Linked DNA regions of Mus musculus: region 1 is linked to region 2. The links are chromatin contacts, called in public promoter capture Hi-C maps. All regions are on one chromosome and are shown on one strand. The core of a region is the stretch at or near the end of the contact, and the rest is flanking DNA. Distances in the headings are between cores, read along the strand shown. Region 1 holds the start of Ostc (oligosaccharyltransferase complex subunit (non-catalytic)). Region 2 holds the start of Fam241a (family with sequence similarity 241, member A).

Region 1 (4,272 bases), core at 550-3,049, 2.8 Mb before region 2:
TATCACACACACGTTTGTTTTTATGTTCCTTTAGACTTTCGTCAGTGCACGATGCCTGAAAAATGCACACATGAATGAGTCAGTTCTCCACGGGCCTCTTTTTCACTCCCGCTATTCTTCATTTCAGACCTGCCCTGAGCATCTCTCCATTTCAGGAAAAATGAACTTCTTTGGCATCACATGTGCTGGTTCCCCAGTATCTCACTATATTGATGCTTCACCAGATATTTATTTAATCTACCCATTTTCAATTTAGTATTTTAAAGTTTTAGAAATAATGACCGTAGTTTAAAAAAAATACTGTCTCTTAAAACTAATGATGTTTCTTCTAATTAAAAACGTTTCAGAGTTTTAACTCAGCCTAGCATATTTGTAGCACTAATTTTGATCCTGGCACCTTTTTAAAAAAGAGAGAGAGAGAAAAAAAAGAAAACCAAAATAATTATGCAGTGAGAAGGATCTGGGCAATGTTACTCCAGCTTTTTATTTATTTATTTTTTTAATGGTTTTTTGAGACAGGGTTTCTCTGTATAGCCTCAGCTGTCCTGGAACTCACTCTGTAGACCAGGCTGTCCTCAAACTCAGAAATCTGTCTGCCTCTGCCTCCCAAGTGCTGGGATTAAAGGTGTGTGCCACCACTGCCCGGCGGTACTCCAGCTTTGTGAGTTAATGAAATACAAGCATGGTATGACACAGCTTGACATGATATCCATATTGTATGTTTTTGAAAAAAAATATATTCATCGCCAGTTCACACTTCATATTTCTGTTGCTTATAGTAAAACTAACAGTAGATGATTTTAGTTCCTTAACTCCTGCTGTGGCTCAAATTTTAAAATCTGAATGGTCCAAGCCACTAACATTTCTACCCCCATTGGCTTGTTATGTTGCTTAAGCTTTTTATCATAGGATACGGGAACGATAAGAGGCACTGCAGCGGAGCTTCTGTATTCCAAAAACATTTCCCCCCTCCTTGCTGTTTTATAATAGCCCGTTATTTCCTTGATTGATCAGGATTACTGTCTCTAGCTAGTAAAGTCCTTTCTTATTTACATTTGATACCTTGGCAGGAAGACACCTGAAGTAGCCAGGTGGCAGGATTTTCCGTTCCAATTTTAGTATTTATGGTGCTGAAGCCGGCGCCCTACTAAGCAGGTAATTAAGGTGAGAAACCAGAATGACTTCAAGATTTTTGGCCTGGGTGATTTTTACTAACTCAGGCGTGACTGAAAATGGTTTAAAGTAATATTTGTTCTGTCACAGTTTGTGGTTGACATGGACTGTGTGGGTTTTATTCATTTATTATTATTATTTTTTATAAAGCCCATACTACTTTGGCAATTACTGCCAATTAGCGTCGCTATACAGCATGAAGAAAAAGCTCAGCGAATTAGAGCTTTTTAAAGCCCCGAGGGGAGACCTCCAATACTAAAAGGGAGCACACATCTAAACTTTCATTCATCCTCCAGCTCTATGAACTTAAGAGTTTCCAGCAGCCAATCAGCTCTCAAGTAGGTGGCGTCAGCAAGTGGGCGGGGCAGTGGGGATGCTAATCTCTCCGCTTCTGTGGCTTGGCCACGTAGGACGCCTTGCAGGTCCTGGAAGGTATATAATAAACAATGATCTCTCAGTAAGAAAAAAGCTTCTAACCCACACTCAAGCCTAAAAACGACCATTATTATTTATTTTTAAATATGTATATTATTTATCAGGTTAGTGCAATTTCTTTCTTTCTACAGTGAATATCTTGTCTCCTTCTGACTTCTACAGACCTGTGGTCCTCGGCTTACGCATGCGCAGTAGGCGGGCGTGTTTCCGGGCGGTGCGGGAGGCTGGAGGCCAGAGGGCTGGCCCTACCGCCGGGGACATGGAGACTCTGTACCGAGTCCCATTCTTAGTGCTCGAATGCCCCAACCTGAAGCTGAAGAAACCGCCCTGGGTGCACATGCCGTCGGCTATGACGGTGTACGCCCTGGTAGTGGTATCTTACTTCCTCATTACCGGAGGTAACTCGGCCGTGATGGGTCGGGTGGGCGCGCAGGCTGCTCGCTCCGGAGGCGCGTGGCCCCCGAGCCGGGCCCCGTAGGCTCACGCCTTTCACTGGAAAGAGATGGTCTCCTCTCTGCCCGCTTTTTCCTTCGAGCGCTGAGTTGGATATAATTGTCAAGTCCAGCTAGTTGTTATTTCTTGCTGTGCATTGTTTGACCAGGGTCTTGGGAACATCATTTTTGAATCACTGTGTTTCCTTGGTTGGTCGAGAGAGTGTGGGACTTTTATTAAACTAATCGTGAGGACCCTGAAATCGTGGAAGAGATCTGATAACCTTTGAGTTTGTTAGTTCAGACCCCAGGGGCTTGGATTGCTTTATGTCAAATCACAGGAATGAGAAGGGAACTTACCGAAGCCACGGTTTTTTTGAGAAATACGTGAGATTGGAATTGAGGCTTGCAAAAAGATGGTGTATCTCAGAGGGCAGAAAATGGGACTCAGAAAATAGAAGGGAAGCAGTGCTTTTTAGATATCTGTCACCAAATCCCTTAAGTGGAAAATGCAGAGGGGTGTGGCTTTGCCTATTGGTGAGTTGGCAGTCCGTCTGCAGGCTCTAGAGCACCCTTTGGAGCGACAGTTCCAGGATGTATCCAGGACTGGGCTTCAGGAATTTAGGAAGTAGTGTACTACTTAATTCAGAAAATTAAAAAGATTTTTGGTTAGCAAAAGTGGTTCAACTTTTTTTAGGGTGTGTGTAGACATATTGCTATTGCTTAACTGCTTTCTGAGGCTACTTGGCATATTTGAAGAGGTAGAAGACAGTATTTAACTGTAGAGTTGGCATTCTACGGAGTGCACATTAACGGAAATGCTAAAGGCCACTTTAAACATTGTTGTTGTTGTTTAAGAAAAAAAAAAAAAAAGACATTACCTGGTGTGTGTGGCGTTAACATTCACTTTTGCTCAGCACAGTGAATCGTGAATATGACACCTAATGCCTTGGGCTTTAAGAACTTAGTGTTCATTCTTGCCAGCTTGTTTCTTGACTTTTGCTTCCTTTGGAGACAGTTTTTGTGAGAAGCCTCAGCTTTCTATTGGGCCACAGTTTTGGTGGTTTTAGAATGGGGTTTGGGGGGAATTTCGCTGCCCCAACCACTGGGTCAAAATGGAAGGGCGCATTTTGTACATTTACCGTTTGGCTTCTGGAATGGCTTCTTCTCAGCATGGCGAGAAGCATGGCAGTCGTGTGCAGGCAGACGTGGTGCTGGGAGAGCTGAAAATTCTAATGGACAGCTTTCTAAAAACTGAGTGTACCTGTACCTAAGCAATGTTGCTGGGAAGGACAGGCGACACTGACTTTCTGTTAACTCAGTGCTGGGATAACAGCAAAGAAAATATAATGACTCTGCCCTCCATAGAAGGTAGTGGAGACATGCTAACTACCGCACAATTGCTTTCTGCTACACAGTAGAGTTTAGAAGCATTGATTTAATTCCAGTATGTTTCCTGGAGAAATGATCTGTTAGTCTGAGTTTGAATGGTTAGAAGGGTCATACTAGAAAAGAAAAAAAAAAAAAGTGTGGACCAACGTGGACCAGGAGACTAGTGAGGTGTTTTGTTCACTTAGACCAGCACTTCTGGCATTTTTCCTCCTATGTGTCCCCATTTTTCCTGACAGATTTTTGCACAACCTTGGGTAAATAGGCATATGTAATAGGTATAAGGTCAAACTTTTACTAGTAAAAGTAACTAGTAAGCTTACTTTACAACAACAATTTGCTAGATACACAATTTATGCTAGTTTTTTCTTATCATGTATACATGTACATATGCATGCATGCCTGCCACTCAGAAGGGGACACTAGATTTCATCATAGATGGTTCAGAGCTACCATGTGGTTTCTGGGAGTTGAACTTAGGACCTCTGAAAGAGCAGTTAATACTCTTAACCTCTGAACCTTCTCTCCAGCCCCTGTTGTGGTATTTTTTAAAGCTGAAAGCAAATTCACATACTAATGAGACAATGTGCCTCTGTATTTTCCATAGAGAATGGAATCTTAGCTGCATATTTGATACTGCAGGATGTAGAGCAGCCTCAGTGTTCATCAGAGCCTTGTTACTCTGTTTCTTTGGTAAACTTGGCACCTCTTTGAGAGATAATGTTGTCTAGATGTCATTCTAAACATTGCTGTAAAGAGACACCATGACCAAGGCAACTCTTATAAAAGAAAACATTTAACTGGGGCTGGCTTATAGTTTCAAAGGTTCAATCCATTAGCATCA
Region 2 (4,223 bases), core at 367-2,866:
TTGCATGTATACCTGCATACCAGGACAGGGCATTGGATTCCATTGCACATGGTGGTGAGCCACCATCTGATTGCTGGGGATAGGACTCAGGATCTCTGAAAGAACAGTCAGTACTGTTAACCGCTGAGCCATCTCTCCAGCCCCTGAAGGCATTTTAAAAGAGGCTTTCCCAAACGAGTTACTCGTCTCTGGGCCTATTTGTTAAATAGGAAATAATTTCCATCGACAGTCTGATATACCAGCTACACCATAACCTTTTCCTCAATGCACGGATTAAAGGAAAGCAAAACCATTCGTTGTTTTACTTTCATGCCCCCCAGTTTACCCTTATATGATGGGCTAGCAAGAAAAAAGAAAAAGAAACTCGATTTCTCTCTCTTACCAGTCGCTGAGAATTTTTAAACCATTTCTAGAAATGCACACTACGGCAGAGAGACCAGGAAATGAGCCCAGGGCTCCCACAAGCCACACACACTAGGAAGCAGAGAGAAATAGGCATGGTCACTCAGAGATGCTTAGGGAGAGGAGGCAAAAGGGGAGGAACAAGCGACAGAGAGCCTGCATTCCTTCCTAGGCACAAGCAGCCAACAGCACACCCAGGCACAGCTGAGCGCCCGCTGCAGCTGGTATGGAGGGATACTGTGTGTTTGGGTGGTCTTTCACACTCCCAGAACCTCTTACATGTGCCCACACCTTCATGCACACAGCTCCCTCTCATATGAGCTTCTTATTCTCAGTTGCCCTCTTCTGTATACCTACATCCTCACACAAACTTTCAACACCTATGATCTCCCACACTGTCCTGTCACAAAAGACTCTGGTATACAGTCTTCCACAATCTGTTGTGTACAGGCACACAATTAGACACAGGCTTTTATAATACTCTATCAGACAGGGTCTCATGCATCTAATGGTCTTTTTCATATAATCTCCTGTAAGCACTTGGTTACAGTCTGTTACAATGTTTCTTACACACACTTTCTCACAACACATAACTTCCTCCTCCTCCTCCTCCTTCTCTCTCTCTCTCTCTCTCTCTCTCACACACACACACACACACACACACTAAACACAACATCTAAGTGTGTGTATGTGTGTGTGTGTATAGTTACTCACACACAATCACACATGGGCTCTCACATGCATTAAAAACCTGTCAGATACAATCTCCCTCATGCACCTATGGCCGATTTCATACATAATCTCCCTCATGTAGTCTGTTACAGTGTTCCTCACCTCTGACACTCTCTCTCTTCCTCTCTCTCTGTCTTTTACACATACACACACACACACACACACACACACACACACACCACAGGATATCTGTCTGTTGTGTACAGATAGTTACAGATACACAATTTCACAGATGTCATATACTTTAATAGGTGTCAGACACATACAACCTCCCTCAGGAGCCTATGGCCTCATTCATAGTTTCATGCACTAACTGGAATAATGCTACACCTCCCTTGGTTCCGCCCCTCCCTGGCCCCGCCCCTCCCAGTACCCTGCCCAACCCACCAGGTCCCGCCTTCATTGGGCCGCGGTCCGCTATGGCCCCGCCCCTCCTCCCGCCCCCGCCCCCGGGGTTCCGCCCCCGAGCTGGGGGTGGGGCGAGCGGCTGACAGGAGGGGCGGGCGGCTCCTGCACTTCTGGCCCCCAGGCCGGCGGGCGCGCTTCTAAGGATTCCCGTGTGCGTCGGGAGTCCCGGTGTGGCCAGCGGCAGCCGTGCGGGCGGCCGGAGTCGGCGGTGGGATGTGCTCGGCCAGGAAGCTGCTGCGGGGCGGCGCCGGCAGCGCCGGCGGGGAGTGCGACGAGGACGGGGCGGCGCCGGCCGGGCGGGTTGAGGAGCCGGAGCACGGGGCGAGCCCGCGGCGCCGGCGGCCGCAGGACGAGGGCGAGCAGGTGAGCGCGGGCGCGCGGGCCGCGGGGTGGCGGCTGGGCACGCGGCGAGCGGTTGACGGGCGGGGCCGGGCTCGGTGGAAATGCCCTCCGGAGCCTCACCTCAAAACCACCCGGCAACTTGCGCTACGTGGGCGCGCCGTGCGCTCGAATTCCGAGCACTGCACGCGCCCTGGACGGGGTGGGCGGACGGCCCGCACAGAGGATCGGGAAGCACGGGTCGGTGCCTAGGTGACACCGGGACTCTCCCAGAGCAAGTTTCACAGCACCACCGAGCAGAGCTGAACTTCATTTTAGAAGTGGAAAGGAAAAAAAAAAAAAGAAAATTGCCTGCTGTGAGCACCAAAGGGAAGGAAGCTTTAGTAACAGACATAATAAGGAAACTGGGTACTTTTAAAGTTCTCAGAATTGGATATCATTGAGAAGACTAAGGGAAATTATAACATCAGATATCTGTAAGACTAGACTAGCAGTTGAATGTAAAGATGGAGTTCTACGTGGGACGATTTTTTTTTTTTTTTTTTTACAGGCAGTACAGTAATTAGCTACTCAAAAATCCCCCAGATACAAAGACCTTTAGAAATCACATAAGTAAGCCTAGACTTCTGGAATCATCAGTTAATAATACCTGTAACTTGTCCTCTAATATCACTAAGTACATTAATAACTAAATACATTAATAAAACCCATTACTTAAGAAACAAAAATAATGCTAATGTGGGCTTGATCACCGTGTAGACAGTAATTATTCATCTATGTGACAATATAGGAGCCAGTGACTGAAGCAAATAAATTGGTAGCTAGGAGATCTTGCTGGTGCCCTTGCGGGCGGTGTTCTTACCAAACTGTACCATGCATGTCTCAATAGAGAAGGTCTTGATTTCCTCTTACTCTTGCTCAACTGGAAAACACAGCCAGCAACTAAAACTCCCTTTCCAAAAGTAAATGTGCAAATGGTTGTAATGGCATATGTGAAATCCTTCCCTTAACCATCTCTGGACCTTAGCAATACAATGACATGGACAGCGCCAGGAACTCTAGTCTTACTGATATTGTTACTAGAACAAGGAAAGGGGATGAAACAAAAAATTAAATATACATTCTAGAGAATAGATACCCTATCACATGCCTGCTTCCTCTATTGTACTATGAAATTTCATTTTCCTGCCTGCTTCTGCATGTTGCTTGTGTCGTTGTAATTTTGCTACATACTTTACCTGTATACTCTTAAGTCCTCACACTCATGGAAAAAAACACACCTGAGATCCTACTATATCAGCACCTGGGAACTTCTTATCAGGAGCTCAGAACTGGTACAGCCCAACTCGATAATGCAGAAAGCAAACTTTTGTGATCAATCGTTTGGCAACAGTATCACAAAGCCTATCATCTAGGGTTTTGTTTTGGTTTTTTTTTTTTTTTTTTTTTTTACAACCTGCAAATGAAATTTAAAAATCCATGCAATGTCACATAGATAGAGCTGTTTTTGTACACATACTATCTGAAGGAGAATTAGAGTTAACAACATAAAACATTCCAAAAAGTCATTTTAATTTTTCATCATGGAGATATTCTCCTGTTCTTCTTTTTGGATTGGTTTTAAGGATACCAGAACTCCAAATTATAAATTGAATAATTCTGGAAAATTCCTTTCTAAACTATTTAAAATTTACACAGAATTTTTCCATAGAAAATCAATGACAGAAACCAAAATGGAAGCAAAACTAGTTAGGTTGAAAGGAGGCAGTGGCCGTTTTCCTGCCGTCTTTCTGCTTAGTGTATTCAGTTGCTTTTCCAGAGCCTCAGCCTCCTAGACATTGAGAGGGAACTGAAGGCCACAGCCCTCTGCAATGCCTTCTTCTCTTGGGCGGGGCCAATGTGGTGGGTTCCAGAATCTGCTTTTTGTCAGTTCCTAATCTTACATGTTCTATCCTGTTCGCTTTCTGTTTCCTTTTCTGATAAGAAGCAGGCTGGGTTAGTTCCCAGCCTACAGTCTCCTCATACATCTCTCCCATCTCTGCCTTTCTTCTGTCTGGAAGGCCCATTCCCTCAACCTGGAAGACTTGTATAAACATGTATCCAAAACTTCTTTTCCCTCTGCCTTGTTGTTGCTAAAACGCCCGATCAGAACGCACCTTCACTTTACGTCCTGAGATTCTGAAACACGGCTGTGGATACAGGTGGTTTATTTGTAACTAACATATTGTCAGCATCATACTTTACAGTTTGTCCTTAGCCGAGACTCCATTTGAGGAAAAGCTAAGCTAGCATTTCAGCCTGAATCCTTTCCCAGGCGGGATGAGTGACAAAAGAGGTCTTGT

The links. Promoter capture Hi-C pulls out the DNA fragments that hold promoters and counts their contacts.
Region 1: a promoter capture Hi-C map of pre-B cells shows a contact between it and region 2, with 5 times the contacts expected there. The contact joins the promoter of Ostc here to the promoter of Fam241a in region 2. A contact is called at or near these places in 4 of 39 promoter capture datasets (the 3T3-L1 cell line, hippocampal neurons, liver and 1 more), 1 of 115 datasets of contacts at active chromatin or transcription factors (astrocytes) and 1 of 9 other capture datasets (liver).

The regions. Positions count from the first base shown.
Region 1 is chr3:130,706,971-130,711,242 of GRCm38.p6, reverse strand. It overlaps Ostc (oligosaccharyltransferase complex subunit (non-catalytic)), which reads left to right and starts at 1,799. Exons shown (of 4, transcript NM_025509.3): 1 at 1,799-2,006. The coding sequence starts at 1,868.
Region 2 is chr3:127,893,716-127,897,938 of GRCm38.p6, reverse strand. Fam241a (family with sequence similarity 241, member A) reads left to right here and starts at 1,616. Exons shown (of 2, transcript NM_027482.3): 1 at 1,616-1,905. The coding sequence starts at 1,756.